Regions from separate parts of the Mus musculus genome. Here regions 2, 3 and 4 are each linked to region 1. A link is a contact called in public HiCAR-type and promoter capture Hi-C data. All regions are on one chromosome and are shown on one strand. Each heading gives the region's core, a stretch centred on a gene start, on an enhancer-like site or on the middle of the called end of the contact. The rest is flanking DNA. Distances are from core to core; before and after follow the strand shown.

Region 1 (6,615 bases), core at 1,069-3,568:
AGAGGCCATTGGTGAAGGTGCAACCTCAGCAGCAGTTGAAGGCTCAGGTCTGAAGGGGTCACGAGGAAAGTAGAGGCTTGGCACCAAGAAGAGAGCCTCAGATAGGCTGTTGGTTGAAAGTGCAGCCCAGTTGTGGTAGAAGACACCAGCATTTTGGAGATGCCAGTACCATGAGATGATTAGCAAGAACAACAGCAACCACGGAGTCAGCTGGATACCGGAAGACAGGTTGTGTTGCTGCTGAAGGTGGAGTCAGAGACTTGATCCAAGCTCTTAGGAGGAGCACAGGAGATTGTGAGTGAGTCTGAGACATCAAATACTGTGCTATTTATACAGTTGGAGTTTGGTTTGGGTTTGATTTGATTGTGCTCTGGGTCTTCCTTCTTGAAGTAAGGAGGTTTTAAACGTATTTCTGATTTTATAGGCACCCACAGTTGAGAGACATTAGGTTTTTAAAAGACTTTGGATTTTAAAAGAGACTGGATATTTTACAGAGCCTGGATTTGTAAGTGTTTGAATTTTTAAAGCCTATGGGACTTTCTAAGTTTGTAAAATGTTTTATATTGTGATGTCTTTATGTGTGATCTCAGGGATGGGAAAGAAAGGAAAATTTGTGGCTTAACAGTGATGTGTCTCTGTGTCAAACTGCTAAGGGGTCAGTTGTACTGTCTAATTTTATGCCAACTTGACACAAGGCTAAAGTCATTGGCGAGGAGGGAGCCCCAACTGAGAAACTATCTTAATAATATCAGTGTGTAGGCAAGCCTGTAGGGCATTTTCTTAGTGATCAATGTGGGCAGGCCCCACCTATTGTGGCTGGTGATCCTGGTTCTATAAGAAAGTAGACTGAACAAGCCAGTAAGCAGCAGCCCTCCATGACCTCTGCATCAGCTCCTGCCCTGCTTCAGTTTCTGTTCTGACTTCCTTTGGTGATGAACGGTGATATAGAAGTGTAAGCCAAATAAACTCGTTCTCCCATGACCTGCTTTGGGGATGGTGTTTCATCACAGCAATGGAACCCTGAGACACTGAGATTAGTGCACTTCATCTCAGGAAATAGGAGACACTGTTTACGATCACTATGCTTCTTTCTCAGTCAAGAGCAACAGAGATTTGCTTATTTCTTGGATCTATGAAGCAAAGTCACACTGTGTATGTATGTCTACAAAATCCACTTTTCAGACTATTTTGGATACATATTTTTAATGTTTTATAGTTGTAGTTAATTTTTCTTCTTTCTTTCTTTCTTTCTTTCTTTTTTTTAAACACAGTCTTACATATCCCAGGCTAGCCTTAAAATTTCTGTTAGACCCGAGGTGGGGAAAAACATTTCCACAACTGTCTGATTAAGCAAGCTATACTTAGACTGGCTAAAGGCTGCCTCATCCAAGTTCAGGTTTCAGAAAGCAGCCCCTCACTGGCTTTTGAGGTCTCTGTTGTGGGGCAAGGATTAGGGTTGATAGATTACAGCTGTTGAGAGCGTTGGCTGTTAGCACCAGGACAGAAGAATGGGGGGACTCAGGGCTCAAGGCCGGCTGTGAGGTATACAAGGGTAAGACACTATATGGAAGGGGAGTCATCAGAGATGTTCAGGAGTTTAGCAAGGCAAAGGAGTATACATCATGGGGTTACAAATTCAGCAGAGGTTAAAAAGCATGGTTTTCAGGATATCTTAGGTTCAGGAAACAGAAGCTTACCCTTGCAAGGTATGGGGACACCATCCCCAAAGCAGGACATGAGGGAAAGGGTTTATTTGGCTTACACTTCTATAGCACCGTTCATCACCAAAGGAAATCAGAACAGGAACTCAAGTAGGGCAGGAACCTGGAAACAGGAGCTGATGCAGAGGCTGATGCAGAGGCTGTGGAGGGCTGCTGCTTGTTCAGTCTGCTTTCTTATAGAACCAGGATCATGGGGTTTCTGTTTTACATTATATAGTCTAGGATGACTTTGAATTTTTATTCAAAACAACACTTTCTAAGGGCCTAGCCATGTCTGGTTTATGTGGGGCTGGGTATTGAACCTAAGACTTGATGCACGTTTCTGAAAGTATTCTAGCAACTTCTACATTTCCAGCGCTAAGCAGAACTTTTTCTATATTCGTCGCAGACCCCGGGCTAAGACAAAGATTCTGAGCCATAGAAATAGAGGGTGTCTGGGAAGGACCACTTAGGGAAACACAGGCCACCTCACAGAGAGAGTTGAGGTGGGAGGGAGCCTGGCAGTCGCTGGCCTCACGTGACCTCTGCGCCCCCCGCCCCCCAGATCCCGCCCCTCGGCTCTTGGCTCTTGCAGGGGGAAAAGGAGGCGCATGCGCACTTCGTGTTAGTGATGGAGGAGAGAAGATGGCGGAAGCGGAGTGAGTGACTTGCTGGTGACTGATGTCGTAACCGGGGGGCGAGTGAGGGCTGCGACACGTTCCCCCGAGGCAGCTCTTGGGGCTCCGAGGCTGGCGGTGCAGGGCGGAGGCGAGGCGGGAGCCACGGCGTGGTGGAGAAGCCCGACTGTGGGAGGAGGATGGCAGGTCCAGCCAGCCTCCCCTCGGGAGTGCGTGCTGCGCCGTGCGGTCCCGGGGCTGTGTGGTCCTAAGCGCACAGCTACCCGGGGGACCCTAGTCTCCGGGCTCTCCCGGGACGCGAGCCCTGCGGCGCTCGGCCGGGGCTGTCATTCCAGCCGCGGTCCCCGCCGAGGTGTGTCCGGCTGGGCAGGCGCCGCCGGGCCTCCGCGCTGGCTCCTGCGGGCCCGTAGCCGTCTGTCTGTCCGTCCGTCCGTCCGTCCGTGCGGCGGGGGCGCGGGGAGGCGCAGGGAGGCGTCCGGACAGCGGCTGCGGCCCACGGCCGAGGCTCCCCACCTCCCCGGCCTTTCCTTGCAGTCCCCCTCCGGGCTCGGGCTGCGGCGGCGAGCCTCCCTCCCTGGAGGGCCGCATTCTTGGGTAGCGCTGTGATGCTATGCTCAGTTGGCGACTTGAAACTTCAGGTTCCCGGGTAGGCCTCTGGAGTGCCAGAGCTGAACGCGGCAAGTATTTCCGTGCCAAGCCCGTGCGCTCCCCGAAAGTGTTCTTTTGTACCAGGCCTCGAAATGTAAAGCGATGGTTTGCCCAGTTGCACACATCCAATGTTTAGAATTACTGTCTAGGTTCCCTGACCATTTTTGGTTCGTCAGAACTCACTGTCTTCTTCGCCCGCCTTTGGGCTTTGAGAGCACAGCTGAGCAGAATAAGACTTTGAAAGGCCAGGGTTTACGGTGGTGGCTTGGATGCCATTGGTCCCGGTGCCAAAGTGTTTTGACACGCAGTAGTTTCAAGATTTTACCTTACTGCTGATTGAGTGTAGTATTGAGCAGGTGCCATATGATACTGTGGTTTGCTGATTGGAAGGAAATGAACAGCAGAACGTCTAAAAATGTGATTCAGCTCCCACTAAAAGAAGTTAGCAGCCCCATCTGTTTTTCCTTTCACCTTACTTTCTCCCTTGTATATTGGAGCTGTTAATACAGCCTATGGTGGCTGGAGACTCCTGAGTCTCATTGAGGCCAGCCTGAGCTACGTAGTGACACCCTATTTTGTTTTGATTTTTAAGAAAGAGAAGTAAATGTTCTTGTTACAGGCTTGTCGACGGTGGGAATGCCAGCCGGTTCAACTTTTATTTCTCAGGAGAAAAAGACAGACAAGGAAGGAGGAATCCAGTGGATTCTCATGGGGCCTTCTGAGCCTGGGGTGACAGCTACTGTGGTTTTAGTTTGTAACAGCATGGAAGCCCTTAGAGGCTTGGCTTTATTAAAGTATAGATTTCTCAGTGGGTAAAAATTTGTACTACAACATAAATGACATAAGATCATAATACTGGAGGGAAAAGATTAGAAAGTTTGGTACAAACGTGTACTTTACTGGTTGTGCATTGGAAGCTGAATAAATTATATTCCACACCCCCAAATTTTAGAGCAATTTTCTGTGGGGGGGGGATTTTTGTAAAGATGTAAGAAGTTGCTTATATTTGCTACTTTATTTCTTTATTTCTTATTTATTACTTAAGTGGGCTAATCCGGTATCAAGCTAAACTTCTGACACTAGAGTTAGTAAGGACAATGGTGTCGTCTAAGAAAAGCTACTGAGAATTGAAAAAAATGAACTTAAAATTTCTTACGTATAGGTAGCTGCGTATATGTGTGTACATTATTGCCATGTATGTGCCCAGTCCCTTGGAAGCCAGAAGAGGGCATCTGATCCCCTGGAACTGGGTTTTGGAGGGTTGTGTGGGTGCTGGGCATCAAACCCAGGTCCTTTGGAATAACAGTGCTCTTAACCATTTGAGCCATCTCTTCAGTCCCACTAACATGTCCTTAGGATCTTATTTTTAATTTTATCTATTTTTTTTGAAACAAGGGTGTTGTGTAGCCCAGGCTGGCCTATCACTTAGTATGATGTAGCCAAGGGTGACCTTCTTCAAGTGCTGGGATTGCATGTATATGTGCCACCGTGCCAGGTGTACTAAGACACTTTAAATAACTGCACGGCAGCTACAGTTAAACCAGGAAGGAAGCTACTCCTTAGGAATCTTCTCAGAATGACTCTGAGGGGCGGAGAGATGGCTCAGTAGTTAGGTGCCTTTGTTCCTGCAGAGGACCTGGATTCAATTCCCTGCACGCACATGGTAGGTCAGAACTGTCCATAATTGCTTATGTGCAGGGCACACAGGTACATACACACATCCGCTCTTCCCCCATATACCCAAGAACACAGTAAGGACTCTGATAGTGCTCAAGCCCCACCCTCTTAATATTCTCTCACTACTTTATCTTTTGGTTTCAAATTTGTCTTTTTTTATTGAAAATTCTTTTTTTCATACAACATATTTTGGTTGTGTTTTTTCTTTCCCCACCCATAATCTCTCCTAGCTTCTCCCCACTTTCCTACCTACCCAACTTTAAGTTCCCTTTCTCTCTTTTTTAAACAAATAAACATAAAAACAAAAACAAAACTCCAGAAAGACCTCAGTGGTGGTGATGGTGGTCCATACTTTTAATCTCAGGAGGCCGAGGCAGAGGCAGGCAGATCTCTGAGTTTGAGGCCAGCCTGGTCTACAGAGCATGTTCCAGGACAGCCTGGGCTACACAAAGAAACCCTGTCTTGGAGAGGAAAAAAAAAAAGAAAAGAAAAGAAAAGAAAAGAAAAGAAAAGAAAAGAAAAGGAGAATCCCACAAACATCTCCCCATGAAAAACCCCATTAAAAACAAAAATCCAAATAAATAAAAGACTAATTCTAGACAAAAATTGTCAAAAACAAAGCAAAATGAAGCAAAAAGTTCCTGGAAATACTGTTGAGTTCATTTTGTGTTGGCTAACTATTTCTAAGCGTGGGTTGATATATCCAGTGAGACTCCATTGGAGAAAACTGAGTTTTCCCATTGCCAGTGGGCATCAGTTGCAGATAGCTTCTTGGTAGGAATAGGACCCCATGTCCACTTCCACATGGCTAAAAGCCGTCCCTTTTCAATCATGCAAACAAAAACTTCAATAGGCTTCACCTCAGGTACTGTTCTGAGTCATTTGAGTTCAGTTTAACAGTAACTATCAAATACTCTGAATTTAAGGGAAATTTATATTTCTCTTCTGTTTGCTGATTGAGTGCTAGCTTTATTTTATTGAGGCCTTCCTAGAAATTTAGGCTCTTTCTTTTTCCCCACCCCACCCCCTGAAATTTTGGGTCTTAACTGATCATTTCTTTGTAGCGAGTATTCATCAAAGCTCATAGGTAGTGAGTGGTTTTTCCTGGTACTGATAGTTTGTGTTCTCTACCAGGTTTAAGGACCACAGCACAGCTATGGATAGTGAGCCGAGCTCTGGAACATCCGTGTCAACAACAGCCAGCAGTACCACCACCACCACCATCACCACATCCTCCTCCCGAATGCAGCAGCCACAGATCTCTGTCTACAGCGGGTCAGACCGACATGCTGTTCAGGTATTTCTGCCACACACGCACGCACGCACTCGGGCAGTTAAGGCCAAAGATGGCATACTGTTGTGCCCACGTCAGCTGTCTGTGTTGATTCATATCCTCGGATAGTCGGATTGTAGAAGTTCAGCCTGGGAATGGAGCTCAGTGAGTGTTTGCTAGTCTGTGTTTAATCTATTCAGAGGGCTTATATTTGTCAACAGGAAGCTTATAAGGTTATGTGTCAGAAAAAAATATAATTGAATGCCTCTAGATGCAGCTATAAGAGTGAAGTTATTACTGGTGGGATATTTGGAATAGCTGCTTTTCTGACTTACTTTATATCTGAGTGCAACATCACGCGGTGTAAGAACAGTGAGCAGGAAGGTTCTACAGCCTCTTGGAGTAGAGAGGGAGAGAATCATTTGAAAGATTTTTAGTGTAGTCATTTACTTGAGAAAGTAAAGTTGATTTAGCTGAGCTTTATACCAGTAGAGACAAGATGGCGTTGTTTTAGAAAGACATGAGTGCTGTCATATGATGGCTCTTTGTTTGAGTTCAGTTGTCATTATTCTTTGTATCTGGGTGCCCTTGGGCGGAAGACATAATCATCTCCTTGAGTCTCAGGAAACAGTAAAATGTGGATAACACTGTGTACTTTGATCAGTTACTATGAGAATTA
Region 2 (6,615 bases), core at 1,827-4,326, 1.6 Mb before region 1:
AGCAGTTTACAGCGGGAGTGTGTGTGTGTGTGTGTGTGTGTGTGTGTGTGTGTGTGTGAATACATGTGTGGATGCTGTGCCCTCAGAGGGCGGGAGAGTGCATTAGATAACCTGGACCTGGAGTTACAGGTGGTTGTGAGCCATCTGACATTTGGGCTGAAGACTGATGCTGGTACATAATTTGGCCTCACAATTGGAAACCATTCATCTCTGAAGGGGTCAGTATTGAAAACTCTCCACTTCGCTGGTTCTATCATTTGTAGCACACTTGGCAAAGTAACAACAACAACAAAAAAAATCGAGTGTCTCTAGAGTATGATCTGAAGGCAGAGATTACAAGCCTGTGGCACTGTAAATTCGAGGGCTCACTGGGAAGAGAATTCAAATGACACAATCAGGATCAAGGGCAGAAAGTCTCTGAACTGGACCAAAAGGGACACAGATCTCTCTATAAGGAACTGTCACTGAACCCCTATGAAGCCAATTCCTTTTTTCTGAGCATGACTCTGAGAAGTTCTGAGCAGGTCAGGACTGAAAACAAAACAAGCAAGTGTGTCTTCCTGTCTTTGTCCTTGGAGTAGCAGCAAGCCCTCCTGGCGAACACCATCCTGAAGACGAGGGCAGAAGACACCTGCACCCTGGCACTCCCTCTCTGAGGCGCCCCTTATGTTCCGTTAATAAAGCAGACTTTGAGAGCATGGACTCAGTGAGTTAGTGGCCTAGATGCAGCCGTGGATCGTCATGCACAGTCCTGAGGGGCGATCCTCCACACAGCCAGAACCGTCAACGATGAGCTCTGTGTGTGTGAGAGTGCGTATGTGTGTGAGTGTGGTGCGTATGTGTACGTGTATGTGTGTATACTTGTGTGTACATGTGTCTCTGTGTGTTCCTGTGTATCTCCTTGGCGAGTTTCTCTCCACCAAATTCCCAGTCCTCTCTCTCTCTCTCTCTCTCTCTCTCTCTCTCTCTCTCTCTCTCTCTCCCTCCCTCCCTCCCTTCCTCCCTCCTCCCTTCCCCTCTCTCCTCTCTTTTCTTTACCCCCATCCTCCACAGATCTCCTTATTCTTGGAAACACCAGGAGCTGTGAGAGTCCATCCACACACTTTGTTACTCTTGGGATGCTGCTCTGAGCAATGAAAATCTCACTGACTCTGCTTTCCAACACACAGTACACAGGCTTGTTCTTTAAAAGTAGGGGTTCTTTTTAGAAAACTAAGAGACAGGCAACAAAACAAATACAATATGATATAATATGAAGTGGGTTTTTTTGGGTGATGAATACTTTTTACTTCTTTTAAGTATTTGGACTATTCAGCCAGGATTTCTGTCCGCATCAAATTTTCACAGATCATCAAAGACCATCAATCTTTTCGGGCTCTGCAGTTCATGTTTTGGAGCTATGGATGTCTGCTTCCCCGATCATCTCCAGAATAGATTCAGTACCCCAGGGCTTTCCACTAAGTTTCCCCAGGTGCTTGTCTTTCAATATACAGTTGACAGTAGAGTATTTCTCAGAATCCTGCCATATGGGACATGCTTGTGCACAGGATTATGAGGGAGGAAATCACAACAAAGGAAAATAAGTATCTGAGTTGGTCTAGTCAGGTGCCATGTTATGTGACTTCATGAAACAAGCAGAATCCTAGTGGGCCTCAGTTTGCTAGTCTGTGAAATGGGGATAAATGACAGAGGCAGGCTGAGGCAGGGAGCCTTAGAAATGCATGTCCTCCCTAAGTACCGGCTTCCCCTTGTCTCCAACCTTCTAGTTTAGGACTTATTACTGAAAGATGCCATCAAAAATTAGACCACTCCGGCTGCAACCTACCATCCTGACTCTTTGACGTGTAAGTCTGGTACTTCTTCATTTTCTTCTAGTATTTAATTAGGGAAAGCAAAACTTTGGGGAGAAACCACTTCATCATCCTGGTATCTTGGTGTTTTCACATCTGTGGTGGGGTGGCTTTTACACAGAGCAGATCTTCTCCCCAGTCACATTCAGACTGCTGTTTGGCCTCCTTGCCGGTAGGTATGAGTGGCTTTTATTCCAGGTTGATATGGAGCAGCTGATAAGGAAGAATGGAAGGCCGCGGGGGTGCCAAGCTCTCCTGATATTCTTTAAACCCTTCTACAGCTCTGCAAGCCTCTTTTACCCAGCTCTGTTTCTTTAAATTGTTTGACGTCAGAAAGAGAATGCTATAGCAACCGTCTGTCAAAGTGGAATTAACTCCGAAGAAAGATGGGGGTGGGGAGAGGAGCAATGCCCCTGCAGAAGAAACAAATTGGAGGGAGACATTTAGTTTATAACATGTTCAGTATAAAACGCCGGAGAAATGCGAACAAAGTCGCTTGAGATGCACTGAGGTGCACTAGTGTTTAAAGAGCAGAGACCTGGCAGGGTGCTGGGAGAAGGCCTTCCAGTCATCAGTGACCACAGAGTAACTTCCGAGAGCTGACAGTCAAGAGGGCAGGCTCTGTGCGAGCATAGGTTTGTTCAGGAATGTTTACAGCACGTTCTGGTGTTGGGGGTGGGGAGGAGGGCAGTATCACTAGCTTCGTGTTCCCAGTGAACCTCGGGCATCCACCGACGGCTGCTTGGCTGGATTGACTTCAGATTTTAGAGCCCAGTAATTGCAGACTGCATCTGTGGCTCTCCTGGCTCAACCCTGCAGCCCGCCAGAGCAGAGCAGCCTAGGCCAGGCCCAGGCGTGAAGAAGTCAGGCACTCAGCTTAGACGGCGCGTCCAGGGGCACACTGATAAATCGAAACTGCAGGGGATGCGCTTTCCGCTTCCCAAAGCCGCAGAAGCTGCACGCCTTGCCAGCGCCCACCCCCTGCACCCTGGCCCAGGCCACGCGCGCGCCCCCGCCAGCCCCCTCCCCAACACACACGCACCCTGGCCCTGCATGCGCCAATCAGCCTCCACCCAGGCCAAGCGCGTTCTGGGTTCCCCGAGCCCCTGCAAGCGCCCCCCGCCCCGACCGCGCTCGCTCCCGCCAGCCCCGACCCGAGCCACGCGCGCCGCTCTCTCGGCGCGTTCCCAGACCCTCTCCCCGGCCTCGCGCGCCCCCGCCCCCGCCCCCGCCCAGCGCGCCGCGCCCGGGTCCCCGCCCCGTCCGGCGTGCAGGGCTCTGGGTGTGGTCGCCGTCTTGTGTGGTGGAGCCAGCTAGCGGTTCGCGACCCGCAGCCGGGCGCCCAGCAGTAGCGCGGTGGTGGCGGCCGGGCTCCAGGTAGGTGGCGAGCGCAGGCGGCGGGCGTCAGGGCTCCGTGTGGACGCGGGTGGCGGGCGCTGGGCTCCGTGTGGACGCGGGCGGCCGGGCGCGGGGCTCCGTGTGGACGCGGGCTCCCCTGCGCTCTGCGAGGCCCGGGACGGCCGGAGGGTGCGTCCACCCGGGAGTCTAGAGGACGGTAGCTGCAGAGAATGCCCCCCCCCCCAACACACACACACACACACACACACACACACACACACACACACACACACACACACAGCCTCCCGCCATCTCCACCAAGTTCTCCACGGGCTGCTGGAGCCTCAGGTTGTTGTTTTTGGACTGATACTATGTCCCCAAAGCTTGGTTATTTTTAAGGTGGGTGATAACGGATTTTGGATATTTGCAAGTTTAGAACTAGAGAAAGCGGTTATTTTTTCTCGTCTTCTCCCCGCATCTCTTTCTGCGTTTTCAAAGTTGAGAGAAGGCTGACAGTGGTGGGTGATTTTGTTTTCTCTACTCCTTTCCCATCCACCCCCCCCCCAAAAAAAGGTGAGTATTATAACCTGCTGTAGACCCGCGCCCTACTAGGGAGTTGCCTTAAGACAGAATTGTAATTATTAGTCCCTTTCAATATCGCGAACTCGGACGGTGGTGACCTTTTATATATTTCAGCTTATCAGGATGTGATGGCTGGCATGCTAATGTGAGAGGGAGAGAGGTTGTCTTTTACAGGGGTCTGACCAAACTGTATATCTGGTCTTTGCCAGCATTCATTGCTGATTCTGAAAGTTTACTGTATATTTTAATATTTTGATTAAGAGCACTTAAGGAGTCTTTTGCTTTTGCATTTGGGTTTGCTGGTGAATTTGAAACCGAAATAGAAACTTTAAAAATATCATTTAATAAATATTGCCAGACCTCTTGTCTACACGTTATTAGACCATGACGCTGATTCTTCGTGCTGTGGTTTGCTTAACTGCATGCCTTAAGCCTATGAGCAATACACAGGAAGCAGTTCTGAGTTGCTGGTCTTTTATGAATAAACATTTCAGCGTGTGTTTTTACTCCTTAAAAATAGATCCTGAAATAGATCCTGGGACAATTTCAAAACTAAGAGTGGTATCTAAGTTGGGCTTTTTTTTTTTTTTTTTTTTTTTTCCCCATCACCAAATATTGTCGGAGAGTGAGTGAATTCTCTGATTTCTTTCAGGTGTGTTATTTAAGTTTGGTGGTTTGGCTATTCCTTTCTTTGCCTTGCTGGCTAGTTTAATCAGATTTATTAAAGGAATTGTTTACTGAAGCTCTGTCCTCTCATCAGGGGCAGTGAGCTATTCTGTTCTGTCATCTCTGGGTCACTCCTCAAAGGACACATTATACCTTCCACAGGCAAGGCGATGTTAAATGACTCACTGTGGCCTTGTAACTGTTAACTCAAGTTGGAGTCAGGACAAGATCCCTCTGTCCGCAGAGTGCATGCTTTTCCTGCAGAACACATTCAGTTAGTCCTAGGTCCTGGGAAGGACCCTCAGCCATCACTGATGTACACATAAAATTTCCTTGACATGTCAGAAACCTGTGCTGGTTTCTCTGCTGTGATTGGTGCCATTTACTGGTGTTACTCTGTATAGCCACCCATCAGCCATTCTGTTCCTGGCATCCCTGGGGTCAGTGACCCTTTTCCTGAGGTACAGTTACTCTATTGGCATTAAACTGGTGGTGGCTCCTACAAACTAATACCCCTATTTTGACATGGGCTCCAGAGAAACAACTACCACCACTTTGGGAGGATGGAAGCAGGGTAGCAAGCAACTCCAGGTGTTGTGGAGTTTCAGCTCCAGCAGATGAGGCAGGAGGGTGTTGTTGAAAGGGGTTCTAACCTGGGCTACAAGGAAGCCCCTGTCTCCCAACAACAACCTGCTTTATAACGTGGGAATTCTTTGATATCCTTTATGTGTTAAGCCAGATGTTCTCACAGCTGCTTCCTGTACTACCACCCCCTTACCCTGAAGCTTCTGTGTCTGGTTCTGTGGCTCCCTTACGTTGTTGTGTAAATATGGTGGTGTATCTACTGAAAACACACTTTTCTCAATGTGGTGTTCTACCTCAGTTACTGTCCTATGTCTTTCTGTCTGTCTTTCATTTTTTTCTTTCTTTTTTTTTCTCTTCTCTCTCTCTCTCTCTCTCTCTCTCTCTCTCTCTCTCTCTCTCTCTCTCTCTCTTTGTTTGTTTCGTTTTGAGACAGGGTTTCTCTGTGTAGTTTTAGCTATCCTGGAACTCCATCTATAGACCAAGCTGGTCTGGAAACCACAGAAATCTGTCTGCTTCTGCCTGCTTTCAGAGTTCTGGGATTAAAGGTATGTGGTCACCACTGCCTAGTTTTTATTAAAGTCATTTTAAATTACTCGTGTTTCTGGGCACCTTAGTGCCAGTGCCTGAAGAGGCAGTGGCTTCAGATCCCTCTGAAGGTAGGGTCATTAAGGGTCTTTGCGAGGCACTTGTTTCTTCTTCAAGAGCAGTATGCTCTTGTAACAGCTGAGCATCTAAGCTCTTTAAGCTTTACCACCTAATTTTGATCTTCATTGAGAAAGGCTGATCTTGCTTGTCAACTGGATGTGAACCTTGGCAGAGGAACCTGAAGAATTGCTTCCATCAGATTGGTCTTTGGGCATGTCTGTGTGGCATTTTCTCCATTGCCAATTGATGGGCTATGTAAGAAAGGTAGCTGAAAGTGAGCCTGGGAGCGAGCCAGTGACCCTCTGTGGTTTTCCCTTCAGTTCTAGCTTGAGCTCCTGCCCCCGCCCTCCCTCCGTGAGGACTGTAACCTGGAAGTGCAAGCCAAATCAATCCTTTCCTCCCCAGGTTGCTTTGGGTCAGTGTTTTAGCATAACAACAGAAAAGCAAGCTGGGGTAGCTCATTAAAAAACATAAAAGCAAAAGCCCTTGTATTACATTTTTATTGAGTGTGTGCATCTGTACAGGTGTGCATTCATGTGTGAGCAGATGCAAACCTGTGGCTGTCACAGGACAGTCTTTTCTCTCCTTTGGTCCTGGGGTGGGGGTGGGGCCAAACTTGGGTCTTTGGGTTGTCATCCTGCAGGCCCTGGGAAAGACAATAAATAAATACAAGACAGGTAGGTAGTCTGTAACTCCAGTACCAGGACCCCAACACCTTCTGACTTCCTTGGGCACCAGGCACCCGTGTTTACACATACACACACAGCCTTGAACCCATGCACATAAGCAAGCTGGAGGGGGGCTTTAGGATATGTTTCTTTTTCTTTTTTTTTTTCTTTTCTTAACTCCACAGTTGAGTACAAACATTGAATAACCGAACACCAGAAGGAAAAGAACCAGGTAGGGTTTGAACATGGGACCGGCCAGTTTCGATCTCATTGTAAGATGG
Region 3 (6,615 bases), core at 2,635-5,134, 1.5 Mb before region 1:
TTTGATTTGTGTGTATTTTAAGACTTTATGTATCCCACACTGGCCTCCAATTTACTAAATAGTCAAGGCTGGCCTTGAACCCCGCCTTCCTTCCCCCCCCCCAGACTTCCTCCTTCTAAACCCTGGGATTACAGGCATACGTTACCACACCTGATATATGTAGGACTGGAGCACAGGATTTCTGCATGCTAGGCAAGCACACTGCCACCTGAGTCACTTCCCCAACTCTGTTCCAAATTTACTTGTGTGGGGCTGTGCCAGTTGAGTTCATCAGGAATCTGAATATGTGACTGACATACAGGCATCAAAGCTCAGGCTTGTTGACTATGGCCAAACTCGTGGATTTCAAAGCCATTCATATGTTAAAAACCAAATTTAAAAAATGCAAGTGACTGAAGAATGGAGCCTTTGCGATTGTGGTTGGTACACTCATTAGTCACGGTTCTTGAAAGGAACAGAGCTGGTAGAAAACGTGGGCTTTGTTAGGTTGACTTCCAGGGTGTCTGAAGGGGTCTCTGCGAACACCTTATCCAGCAGATGTCATGATCCAAGAGAGGCAAAAAAGGCAATTTAGTTCAGCCCGACTCAGTAGCCAGTGATGCTTCAAACTTCAAAAGTCCAACCTGGAAGAGTTTATTTTAGGCACATTTAAACACAGCACAGTTTGGCAAAGAGTTTCCTGGTGATAATTAACTCAATCCCATGTGTACCACAAAAGCTTAAGACATGACTATGTCAAAACTTTCTGTAAAGGACAAGTGACAGCTTCCATAAAAATGGATCCTATAGATTAACTGAGGAAATAAACTCAAGTTAAGAGCCCTGGGGAGGATCTGGTGTGGTCTCTGTCACACAGGGAATGAAAAGGTCACAAGGCTATTAACCACATCTGCTCCTAGTCTTCTGGTCAGAAAACAGGTTACATGGCTCCCTTTGAAGAGAGAACCCGCATGTTTAACATTCCTGGTTCTGCTGGCATTTATCTGTGAGCACAAGGATTTCCATGCCACCTAAGAAGTCCAACAAAGACTATCTCACACCGGCAAGGTTGAAAATCCAGTAGTTGCTCGATCCACAGGGCTGGAAGTATCAGCAGTCCCAGTCTGGCGCTAGCTGGTTTTCAGTCTATACACTGGAAGCTCAAAGAAGTTGGTTCTCATATCGGCAAAGGAATGCCACAGCGGTAGGATGGTGAACTTGCCATCATGAGTGAAGGCAAGCAGGTTAAAAGCAAAGCTTCCTTCTTCAGTGTCCTTTCATCTGGGCCACCACCAGAAGGCGCTACCAGCATTAAGGGTGTGTCTTCCTCCTTCAAGTAACCCCTTACAAGGGATCCCAGCATGTTGTGTTCTAGTTAATTCCAGATTCAATCAAGTTGACAACCAAGATTCGTCACCACAGTTGGTCATGGCACAGGGACTCCCAGCATTCTTATGGGCCCTTTCCTTAAGTGTATCTGTGTCATCCTACCTAAGCCCACATTTACTTGAAAAATGGAAAGAGTGTGGTGTCCTGTGCCACTTGGGGTGAGTGCAGAGTTGTGGTCTCAGCTCCTGATCATCTCTATACTCACCTAGTTTCAGCTCCAGTCCTGAGCTTGGTAAACTTGCCTCGTTGCTGGGGAGGGCATCTACCTCTTCCTGTCTATGTGTGACTTAGTGACATGGCCTCGTTCTCGTCACATCTTGTCACCTCTCCTCTACACATCAGTTTACTAGCTATGACACCAGACACGTGAGATTGCAGGACGCAGGTCACTCGGTGATCTGATGTAACACCATCCCTAGGATTCTATTTTAATTGGGAAAGAAAATCAGCCATGGAGCCAATTATCATTTTTCCTGTGTCCTAAACTCCATGCATCCTGTAGGAGCTGAGAAGGATGAATAAGAGAAATGTCTTTATCTTTGAAGCGACACTACTCTGCAGGCCAACAGAAGACAAGCATCGGTGATTTCAGACTCACCACCGGTAGCCATGGCTACCATGGTAAAGATGGGAAGGTTGACTACAAACTAGTTAATAACTGAGGAGGAGCAAGGCAGAGTGGAGCTGCAAGAACAGGAGACCGGAGAAAAAGGCTGCCTGAGACAAAAGTATGAGAGGGGCTGGAGAAATGGCTCTGTGTTTAAGAGAACCAAGGTTCACTTCCCACTACCCATAGCCACACCATCTGACATGCCAGTTAGTTCTGGATCTGATTCTCTTTTCTGGCCTCTGCGGGCACTATTCATGCCTGTAAACATGTAGGCAAAACAGTCATACACATTAAATGAACAAATTAATTCATTACAAATGATGAGATATGCTCTTTCTCTCTCTCTCTCTCTCCCTGGTGGATATGGCTCAAGATGCGAGTGCTCAATTGTTCCTTCACTGTGTTATCATGGACTCTAACTCTCTGAAGCTGCAAGCCCAGTTAAACACTTCCTTGTAGAAGTTGCCTTGGTCATGGTGCTTTATCACGGCAGCAGAAAAGAAATGCATACAGTTAGAATTCTTCAGTTGTAAGAATAGAATTCATAGGAGGTTATACAGCTGGCCCTGCTCAAGCTGCTTTCACTGGGTCAGCTGGTCTCCTGTAGCCTGTCTGGACGCAGCAGGCAAAACTAGGAAAGGGCAAACCGAAAGGTTCACACGTAGCCCCTCACTTCTGTCCTATTCTCCAACTGCCACACTCCCTATAGAAAGTCCGTAGGTTCCTCCCGTCCTTGCGAGCACCTCTTCCCCACAGGAGAGGGTTCACCCTTCGATGTTTTGAAAGAAGTAGTATCCATTTTCTGTTGAGGTCAGTCTGGACATTTGCTGCCTCCTGTGTCTTTAATCTGCTTCAGAAATCTAACAAATATACTGTGATAAATCAACATGACCCAAAACAACCTGGGGAGAAAGGGCTTATTTGTACTGTATACACTTGGACACCACAGTTCATCACCGAGGGAAGCCAGGGCAGGAACTCAAACAGGACAGGGACCTGGACACAGGAAGGGGCCTTGGCGGAGTGTGGCTTACTTGTTCGCCTCCATGGCTTAGCCGACCTGCTTTTTTTTTTAGCACCTAGTGCTACCTCCCTGAGCTCTGACCCTCTTGCCTTTGCCTTCTGAGTGGAAACTATTGTGCCAGCTGTAAATCTAATTTTAAAAATTAAACGAATTAATATTATGATTGCCAGGTGTGTGTGTGCATGACCTGTTTGTGCGCTTGTGTGGAATTCGAAGGACAGTTTGGTAGACTTGGCTCTTTCACCTTCCACCTTCACTGGTGTCTGGGCATGGAGCTCAGGTCACCAGGCTTGGCCAGATGACCTTTTACCCACTGAGTCACCTCACAGGTTTGTAAAGCTATTCTTTTATTCAGAACAATTTTATTCAGAAAAGGCTACTATATTAAGCCTGTACCCAAACATAATATTTTGAAAAAAGAAGGGAATGTGTCTGGGACAGAACATTTCCTCTTCTTACACGTTGTGTATTGGGTATGTCTGTCCCCAATTACAGAGTCCCTGGGGCCTCAGAACTTTCCACAGTCCTATTGGTCTCTATGACAATGCACCTGGTGAATTCAGAGGAAACACAGGTGTCAGGTGGAACAGGCGCCAGGCAATGCTGGGGGAGTGTTGTTGGCTACAGAACCACCTAGGTACTCCATGAGCAACTATACCTGAACGTTGCTTTGCAGCCAGGCTGCCTGAGTTCCCACCTCTCTAGGAAACTTCTAGAGGACCCCGCCAGCTCTGGATGCAGCAGGGGTCCTGGTGTCTGTGGCTAGGCAGGGAATTGGCAACTCCCTCTGGGACTCCACTTCCGATGATGCTTAAGCCTCCTGCGCTCTAAAAGGGCACAACTCAGGCGGGGAGCATCCGATCCAGACATCTCCTGGCCTCATGCAGCCCTTCAGCATCCCTGTCCAAATCACGCTACAGGGTGGCCGGAGGCGCCAAGGGAGGTAAGTTCCCCACCTGAATCTCCCATCAGTGTGCCTCCTGCTAATCAAGGCCAGTGTGGCTACAATGCGGCATGCTGAAAGCTGAGTTTGGTAGGTGCTTTGAGGAGGCCAGCTTGCAATGCCTCCCAGGTACCCCTACCACCCACCTCTACCCCACCCCCACCTTTGGTTGCTGTTTTGAGACAGGCTGTCATGTAGCCCAGGCTGGCCTCAAGTTCTCTATATTGTTAAGAATGATCCTCCTGCCTCCTGATCTCCAGTGCTGGGATTCCAGGTGTGGACCACTCTCTACCTGGGTACACAGGTGACACAGGTGGTGTGGGCTATGGATCCCAGCACTGAAAGCAGTGCTCAGCAATATATCTCTTGTACGAAAGAACAAAGAAATGACACCAGCCTTTGGTCTTGTTGGTGAAGCCTTAATGGTCCAGACCAAGATTCAGGTTCCAGCTCCCCACCGAGGCAGCTGCATGACTCTGGGTCTTTGCCCCTCATCTTATCTTGAAATAGAGATACTTGTCTTTGTGTGCTCTAGCACGGTGGTGCCTTCCTGGAACTCTCTAAACTAGACAGGCCTGCATATATTATGTACATTCTAGCTTTATTATTATTATTATTATTATTATTATTATTATTATTATTAAGACAGCATCTCACATAGCCTGGGCTGACTGCAAACATGCTCTGTACCTGATGCTGACTTTGAACTGCTCTTTCTGCCTCCACCTCTCAAGTGTAGAGATTACTGGTATTAACCACCCAACTATACTGAGTAAGTGGGAAGTGAAAAAGATTATTTTAGGACCCTTCTCCCCAAGGGTATGCAAAGCAGAAGAATTTTGAAGTTCAGAGGAGTGGGGCCTTGAACTCCTGTGTGAGAGTTGGGGCAGCAGGACAGTCAGAAATGGGCAGAGGAGAGCCATACCAGGCTTTTGAAATATGATATTAGAAATGTTCTGGTACATTCTTGGGAAGAGGACACCTTGAAGCCAAGCTCTCCCACTATAGAAAACTTGGGTGGCTCTTAGCAATATAAGCAGAACTGGGAGCTGGGTACTCATTAACCTCCAGCTTTAACTACTCTACTGGGTATTTGGTTTAGGGCATGAAGGAGAGGCATTGGATGGGTTGGGCGTGGGTTCCAGGCTGGTAGAAGGGTCAGACCACAAAGTAGAGAGGCTCGCCCAGCTATGAGCTAATGCCTTTATGAGCAGGCAATTACAGCAAGTCGCTTCGTGGCAGGAGACAGAATAGCAACCAAGCCAGCGAGTGAACGTGAAGATGCTCCTCATGACACAAGCAAGGTGGAAGACAGTCCAGTCTGCCCCCAACGCATCCCTATGCTCACTTCCCTTCCTGACATGCAGAGGTGGATAGCTTCTTATTGCTCCCACCCTGCACTTGGTGGTGGCTTTTTATCAACCTCACTTGCTGTTTCACAAAAAGTTGCTAAGCAATTTTGTATTTTTTTTTAAAAAAGCAAATACCCAGAAAGATTCAGGCAATGACAAAAACCTTTCAGCTGAAACAAACTTCAGGGAGGTAGTAGTTGAATGCGCATGCCCAGCGTCACAAACGCATGGGGATCCTCATTAGGTGAATTGTGACGCGTGGCTGAGCTACCTCGAGTTCTTGCTCAGTTCAGATGTTAAAGGGCAAGGCTGCTGGTTTCTGTCCGGATCACACCCAGGCAAGCTATGGAGCTAGAGCTAGACTGTTCACGCTGTTAGCAACTCAGTTTGCCTCAGCCTGAGAAGGTGGCATGGGAGCCTCAGCTGTGCTCTGATTTGATTGGAAAGTCATCCTCTGCAGGGAGAACTCTGCAGGGAAGACTGGGCAGGGAGGACTGGGCAGGGAGGACTGGGCAGGGAGGACTGAGCAGGGAGGACTGGGCAGGGAGGACTGAGCAGGGAGGACTGGGCAGGGAGGACTGGGCAGGGAGGATTGGGCAGGGAGGACTGCGCAGGGAGGACTGCGCAGGGAGGACTGCGCAGGGAGGACTGGGCAGGGAGGACTGCGCAGGGAGGATCAAGCAAGGAAGACAGGGCAGAGAGGAACGGGCACAGAGGATACTGGTTGATGTCTTCAGGACATCAATATTCCTGGTTGAAAAAAAAATTAAAATGCTACTGGCTCATCTCACTGACTAGAGAGCAAATGAGATCATTCTTAATCACTCTGAGACCCTGGGATAAAAAGTGTTTATAAACACTACTGAGTTCACCCCAGACAGTACTGCTGCAGTCTCAAAAACTGAAGACAGCCAGTAACGTTCAACTCCGAGGATGCAGGCAAGAACCGTACGCCTTACCTGATTGATGGACTGTGAAATCACAGGGAGCTTACAAATCATTGTTAATGGCATGGAAATTAAGTGAAAAATACAAGATGAAAAAAAAAAACCCTATCTAATAAAAAACTCTGCCTAATGTGATCACACTTGTTTAAAATAACATTAAGACAGGAATAATCCAGGGTGGGAATGTACTTAATATGACAAGCTTGAAGAGTTGGAGAGATGGTGGAGTGGTTAAGAGCATTGTCTCTCTCTGTCTCTCTGTCTTTCTGTCTCTTTCTGTCTCTGTGTCTCTGTCTGTATGTCTCTGTCTCTCTCTGTCTCTTTCTGTCTCTCTCTCTGTCTGTCTCTGTCTCTCTCTGTCTCTGTCTCTC
Region 4 (6,615 bases), core at 2,047-4,546, 1.4 Mb before region 1:
GCATCGATCTAGGATTGCAATTACAGGTGCCTATGAGCTGCCTAATGTGGGTGCTGGGAACTGAACCCAGGTCCTCTATAGCAGTGGGAAGCTCTTTTAATTTCTGGGTCATCTCTGCAGTCCCGTCAGAATGCCTCTGATTCTTCCCACCAGTTTGCATTTATTTATTAGCTTAGGGAATATACTTCTGTGATTTATAACTTAAAACTTGGTGAGAAAGGCCACTCCGACTTGGAAGAAGTTCATAGTGTGGTAAGGGCTGCGCTGAAGGTTTAAAGTCATGGCTCTGCTAATGTTCCCTTCTGAAGGTGTGTGCCCACTCCCACAGCAGTTCCTCCGCTGTGAGGCGTGGGCGATATCAGCAGCTTGTTACAGGATTTGTGAGCAGTGAGTGAACCGAGGCTCGTGCACATTGACCTCGGTATGAAGTGTCCCTGTGTGAGGGCTGCTTTTGTAAAAGTGGTTGGATTAGCTGTCTCATTGCTCGATTCAGAAGCCAGTTAGATCAGAGCATCTCAAGATTCCTACTGAAGCAGTTGTGTGAATGGCGCTAAGCTTTAGGCAGGACACAGCACTGGGAGGTGCGAACCTTCTCTAGAAACTTAGAGGAAATTAATATCTTTTGGCTGCATTCTGTGACCTTCTCCAGATAAATGCAATGGTTCTCTTAGAACCAAATGGTAAATTTCTTACTGTCAGTTTGACACAACCCCTCAAGAAGAGGGAACCTCATTTGAATGATCTCTTCAATCGAGTTGGTCTTGGCCATGTGTGTGAGAGGTTGTCTTGATTAATAGTTGATGTCAGAGGGTCTGGGCCACAGCGGGCATCACCATCTTTACCTAGGGTGGGTCTGGGCTGTTGAAGAAAGCCAGCTGAGTGTGAGCCAGTGGGTGAGCTGGGACGCAGTGCTCATCCACTGCCCCTGCTTGAGTTCTGTCTGGCCCTGCATAAGTTTGTGCTCCGACTTAGTGACCTGGAAGTGTAAGCTAAACTAAACCTTTCCCCCTACCAAGTTGCTTTTGGTCATGCCGTTGACCACAGCAACAAGACACAGAGCAAGCACGGACTCCTGTTCTTTCAGATGGCGCCAGAACTGGCCAGTGGTCTGTTGTCCTGTGTGCTGCTGGGTGGGTGCGTCGACGATCACCATCTGACAAAGTGTCCTCTTTGTGATTGTCTGCTTTGTGTTTACCTCTAGGGTAAAAACCATGGCAAGAAACTACGAAATTATTACGCAGCTAACAGCTGTCCTCCTCCAGCCAGGGTGAGCAGCGTGGTGGCAGAGCCTGTAGCCACACCCCTCGTTCCTGTCCCTCCGCAGGTGAGGCAGTGCAGTACCAAGAGGCTGTCATATACACGTGGTCATGAGTACAGTGGCCTGTGCCCACGTCTGTCAGGGTCAGGCTGGGCCACACCCTGAAAGCTTCTTGGTCTTCCTAACGACTGTAGCTGTGTCTGCCAAAAGTTTTGAGCCTTGGGATCTCCCATTGGACTTGGCAGTGATGTGTGGGATGATGGAACAGTATTGTTAGGTCCATTGTTCTGTGCCTCCAGATTTAGGTTAAATGGCTATGTAATGTCTACATTTTGCTCTGAAAAACAACAACGACAACAACAACAACAACAGCAATAACAACAACAGCAATAACAGCAACAACAAAACATTTAAGGACTGGAGAAATGGCTCAGTGGTTAAGCTCAATTACTGCTCTCGTGAGACCTGGGCTTTTTTCCCAGCAGCCACAAGGTGGCTCACAATCATCTGTACCTCCAGTTCTAGGGGACTTAGTTCTGATTCCTGAGGGTCCCAGGTCCACATGTCGTGCATACATACGTACATGTAGACATGTATAAAGTAAAATAAATCGAAAAAATTCCATTAAAATATTATTTATCTTGATTGCTTTGATACTGTCTTAAACCCCACACACTAGATTTAATAGATTTTATAATTGGCCTCATCCTAGTCTTGGACCCTGGCCTCATTTAGTATTTGCTATTACTTGGAAGTGTTGGCCTTATTATTCAAAGCTTTGTCCACGGACTGGCAGCATGAGCCTTGTGGGGTCTTTATTAGAAGCCTGGGAAAGCTAAGTAACTTTCTCTGGGTTGCATCTTTAAAAATGTTGCAAAGCAAAATTTTGTTTCATGCCTGCCTGATGTTCCCAACCACCAAGGTATAACGTTACCTTCTGGAGTGTTTTCCTCCTTCAAATAGGTACCCCTGCTGAGTCTCCACAGATTTATGGGAGAAAGAGATATATTAGAAGTGGCAGCAGAAGTCTTCCAGCCGAGTGGTTTTTACATTACGAGTTTCTTAGGGATGCTGTAGAGAGTCGGGTGGCCATCCCTTTCCTCTTGGGACAATAGCACAGACTATTTTGTTTAGCACAAACTCTGAAATATGAAGATACCATGCTGTCTCTGGAGAATCTTCTCTTCTAGGTCAGGAAATGCTAGTCCCCCACCCCCCCCCATTTGTTCTAGATAAGGTATGGTTTCCACAAATCTTAACCTTTCTTCTATCCAGAGTTTACTTTGTAGCTTTTGCTAGTCCAGTGCAGTTTAGTATCTTGTGATTGTTTTCCTGGTTTAGTGAGGTGTAGTCCCTGGTTATGTATGCACAGGTGGTTTGGAGAGGTTGTGGGACTGGAACTTTCAAAACTTAGTGGCTTTGAGGCTAGGTGGGCTGCTCAGTACACAGTGGTGCTCAGTAAGGTAGGTTGCTCAATACACAGTAGGTGCTCATTGCTTATTGGTGGATTTTGAGTAGCCTTCCTTGGCAAGAAGATTTTAGCTTTACCTATTCACTTGTTTCCTACCCTAAATGTCCACACTTTAAACCCATTTTCTCAACGGATACTAGTTAGTGCTTTGGTTCATAGGAAATTGTAATCCAAAGTGGGACAAAGGGTCTCCCAGTCTCTCTTTGCGGGGATTTACTTTCTAATAAAATTCAGTGTCTGTGGCCATGCCCTAGGCTATGGTTAGGTCTCAAGGCTCTGAAGGATCGTGGAGGAGAGGGGAGGTGTAACTGTTCTTCTGTGTCTTTGCTGGCAGGTGGGCTCCTGCAAGCCAGGGGGCAGGGTGATCCTGGCTACAGAGAATGACTACTGTAAGCTGTGCGATGCCTCCTTCAGCTCCCCTGCCGTGGCACAGGCGCACTACCAGGGGAAGAACCATGCCAAGAGACTCCGTCTGGCCGAAGCTCAGAGTCACTCATTCTCGTAGGTATTGCCATTGCCTCTGAGGACAGACTGTTATGTGAGAGAGACTGTGGCAGAGGAGAAGCTGAAAGGGAGCCTTGTTCGACTGGCTCACTCATTTCAAATTCCTTTCACCAGGGACTCCGCAGAGGCAGGGCAACGGCGGACTCGGAAAGAAGGGAGTGAATTTAAGATGGTGGCCACCAGGAGGAATATGTATCCAGTCCAGAGCAATTCAGGTAGCCTGTGTTTCCTGGGTGTACAAAGCATACACGAGTCTGGCGTCTGTAAAAGATAGCAGTAGGTGGCCCCGGGAATTAGGTAGTGGGTGCTTTCCTGAGTTGCTCTTCTAGCTGTTCAGGCTGCTGTTTATTTCTGGTATTCTTTATATCCTATTCAGTATACTATTTTGGTTTTAGTGTTTTAGAGTCTCTTATAAGTCCTTTTTAAAAAAATAGTTATCAGATGAAATATGTAAAGCCCATTAGAAAATGGGCCTCTCAGGGGCTGGGAAGATGGTGCAGGTATACAAGCCTGAAGACCTGAGTTTGATTCCAATGTCAAGTGGAAAAAGCCAGGCACAGCAATTCACACCGCTTATCTCAGGTGGAGATGGGAGGTCCTTGGAGCTCACTGGCCTAACAGCCTAGCTGAATCATCAAGCCTCAGGCTCTTGAGAGTCTCAAAATATAAAGTAGAGAGTTTTTAAGGAAGAAACTGGACACGTTCAAGCACGCATGCCCACTCATGCTTCCTGATTTTAAGTCACACCATGTTCAGTGTGGTCTTTATACAGGTAATGAGTGAGAGTTATCTAGGGAATTCTTGTGATGTGTGCATTCAGCAGAGAGCCGTGTGTTTATGGAAGTGTTCTCTGCTTACTCTAGTCCTGGCTACCACAGCCTCCAATGCTATGTGTGCCCGCAGAGGCTGTTTATATGAGCAGGAAAGCAAAAACAGAGTTCGCCGAATAACAAGAGACAGCTAAATAACAAAATACAGAAAGTCAGAGAAACCTTTTGTCTGATGAATATTATCTCAGTGTATTATTAGTTATGACCAAAGTTAACCAAAGGACAAAGATGGTCAGGCTGGATTTAAAAAGCCAGCTGAGATGAAGGAACGTCCCCCTAGCTGTGTTAATGTCAAGGAAAATAAATACATTTAGGATGGGGATGGCACAGATTAGGCTCTCTGAGTAATCCAAATACAGAGACTGGGCTGGAGCCATGGGCTTTATTCTGTCCCTCACACCGGCTTCAAATTTGTCACAATCCTTTGCCTTAGGCTCCCAAGTGCTGAATTATAGGCACAAGCCACCATGCTTGGCTACAGTCTTTAAACATTTATTTTTAAGAGTCACGAGCATTTAGAACTTGAGTACAGGCTTAGCTCTGTAGTCTGCCCTGGCACTTGTTGGGAAATCATTTTATGTGTGTAGGTTGAACTTCTATGTACATGTAATTTAAAAGAAAATCCATTCACCTCTCCTTCATTTAAACTCTTCAGTTAGAGTCTGATTTAGAATTTAGAATTATCAATTACGTGAGGACTGGTGGAGTGTTTTTTTCTAAATGGACATTCTAAGGATCTGCGTGTGTATGTGTGTGTGTGTGTGTGTGTTGAGCGTGTAAAGACTAGAGGTTTAATTTTGGGGTAGCTTTCTCTTGCTCCTCACCTTATATTTCAAGACAGTGTCTCTCACTGAACCTACAGCTCACGCATTGACTAGGCTAGCTGGCTACTCTGTCCCCAGGACCCTCCTGTCTCTGCCTTCTGCACTGTGGTTTCAATGCCAAGCCACAACGCTTTTTTGTGGGTGCCGGAGAAGCCGCCTTCTACCTTGACTACCTCACTTCTGTCTCTTGCGTCAGCAGGCCCTTACTTCAATGCCCGCTCCCGGCAGAGGATCCCGCGAGATCTCGCCATGTGCGTGACTCCAAGTGGCCAGTTTTACTGCTCCATGTGTAACGTTGGGGCTGGCGAAGAGGTGGAGTTCCGGCAGCATCTAGAGAGCAAGCAGCACAAAAGCAAGGTGTCCGAGCAGCGGTACAGGAGCGAGATGGAGAACCTGGGCTACGTTCAGTGATGGCCGTCCTCACAGAGAAGCCTGTCCTGCCTGTTTGCCTTCTGTCGACCTGCCTTGCTTTGTGGTCCTCCATGCGTACATTCCTCATTTCTCTGCTTAGTGCGAGTAACCTGCAGCGGTGCCAGAGCCGTCAGGTCGGGGTCGGGGAGGGAGGTGCGTTTCTTTGGTCACCAGGATGCTCTTTTGGGCCAACTGTGTCAAACAACTCACAGTGAGCTTTCTGCCCCATCGGGTGTAACTTCTTATCTTGGCCAAGTTCTGGTTAAGCAGCAGTAGCCTGACTAGAGCTACGATTATTTAAAAATGGCATCTACTTTTGCGGTTTTAGGTTTACGCACATTAGAGGAATTGACTTGAGTTCTTACTTCCAATTATAGAGAAAACAGGTAAACAGAGATTCCCGTTTTCTGATGCTCCTGGGAACCATTACCACCACAGTGTGGTGTCTACAAGATGTGCTGTTAGGGTGTGTGCCTGGGTCTCCCAGCAGCTCCTGGTTCCCTGTGGCATATCCCTCCTCCCGCCCCCCCCTCCGTAATTAACACATAGGTTTCCTTGAATTCATATACGTCCAGAATACTGTGTTCTTCTGAACATGTGACTTCATCTCCAGTTGTGAACCATACACATGTAATTCTCGTCCGTCTCTTTCCCTGCTTGGATCAGCTTCTCCACTCGCTCACCCCATCCTCATGGCCTCGCTTGCTGGCAGTTTTGGAGACCCAGATTTGACTGTCTAATGAGTTGAAGATGGATATTCTTTTAGAAAATATATTTTCAGATGATTCGAGGATGTGTTTGAGATTTCAATTTGGAATTCTATTTTCACTGATGATTATGTGACCTCATGGGATAGTCATTTTGTGGCTTTTGACGATTGTATCCTGACAATGCCCTGACAGGTAATGGGCATGCCTGGAAAATACCCCTGCCTTTTTCTTTCTTTCTTTCTTTCTTTCTCTCTCTCTCTCTCTTTCTTTCTTTCTTTCTTTCTTTCTTTCTTTCTTTCTTTCTTTCTTTCTCTCTCTCTCTCTCTCTCTCTCTCTCTCTCTCTCTCTCTGCCCCTCCCTCCCTCCCTCCCTCCCTTCCTTCTTTTAAAAGCTGATCAAGTCTCAGTGTCATTTCTAATAGCAAAACGCCACCATTGCATCTTCTCCTTGGCCTCCTTGAAGAGACTTTGAAAACACAGATGACTTTGGTGTCTAATGATTATAATGGGATTCTTATTTTTTAAATAAAAAGCCATAGTGTATGTCTAGACAGACTGATGGAGTGTTATATGTGAACTTGTGTTCACTGTGTGTCCTTTGTCCTTTT

Evidence for each region. Promoter capture Hi-C pulls out the DNA fragments that hold promoters and counts their contacts. HiCAR-type assays count read pairs that join an accessible place to other places.
Region 2: a contact with region 1 is called in a promoter capture Hi-C map of pre-B cells, with 5 times the contacts expected there. The contact joins the promoter of Gnb4 here to the promoter of Phc3 in region 1. A contact is called at or near these places in 3 of 39 promoter capture datasets (hippocampal neurons, liver and pre-B cells).
Region 3: a contact with region 1 is called in a promoter capture Hi-C map of pre-B cells. The contact joins the promoter of Kcnmb3 here to the promoter of Phc3 in region 1. A contact is called at or near these places in 2 of 39 promoter capture datasets (neural stem cells and pre-B cells) and 1 of 9 other capture datasets (liver).
Region 4: a contact with region 1 is called in a HiCAR-type map of astrocytes, with 3 times the contacts expected there. The contact joins the enhancer-like site here to the promoter of Phc3 in region 1. A contact is called at or near these places in 5 of 39 promoter capture datasets (embryonic stem cells, hippocampal neurons, liver and 1 more) and 3 of 115 datasets of contacts at active chromatin or transcription factors (astrocytes, embryonic stem cells and large pre-B cells).

Annotation. Positions count from the first base shown.
Region 1 is chr3:30,965,118-30,971,732 of GRCm38.p6, reverse strand. Phc3 (polyhomeotic 3) reads left to right here and starts at 2,318. Exons shown (of 15, transcript NM_001165954.1): 1 at 2,318-2,359; 2 at 5,798-5,960. The coding sequence starts at 2,346.
Region 2 is chr3:32,613,051-32,619,665 of GRCm38.p6, reverse strand. It overlaps Gnb4 (guanine nucleotide binding protein (G protein), beta 4), which reads left to right and starts at 3,076. Exons shown (of 10, transcript NM_013531.5): 1 at 3,076-3,227. Gm52622 (a long non-coding RNA gene) reads right to left here and starts at 3,055. Exons shown (of 2, transcript XR_003954599.1): 1 at 2,389-3,055; 2 at 1,182-2,263.
Region 3 is chr3:32,489,238-32,495,852 of GRCm38.p6, reverse strand. It overlaps Kcnmb3 (potassium large conductance calcium-activated channel, subfamily M, beta member 3), which reads left to right and starts at 3,884. Exons shown (of 4, transcript NM_001195074.1): 1 at 3,884-3,945. The coding sequence starts at 3,884.
Region 4 is chr3:32,340,167-32,346,781 of GRCm38.p6, reverse strand. Zmat3 (zinc finger matrin type 3) reads left to right here. Exons shown (of 6, transcript NM_009517.2): 3 at 1,202-1,324; 4 at 3,064-3,230; 5 at 3,348-3,448; 6 at 5,087-6,615. The coding sequence ends at 5,298. Among named protein-coding and RNA genes, the nearest start is that of Gm42201, 17 kb to the right of the region's middle. Within about 2 kb of position 3,296, at least 35 of the 459 cell types and tissues checked have an H3K27ac peak or open chromatin away from gene starts, as enhancers often do. A contact at or near this core is called in astrocytes, where this site is marked.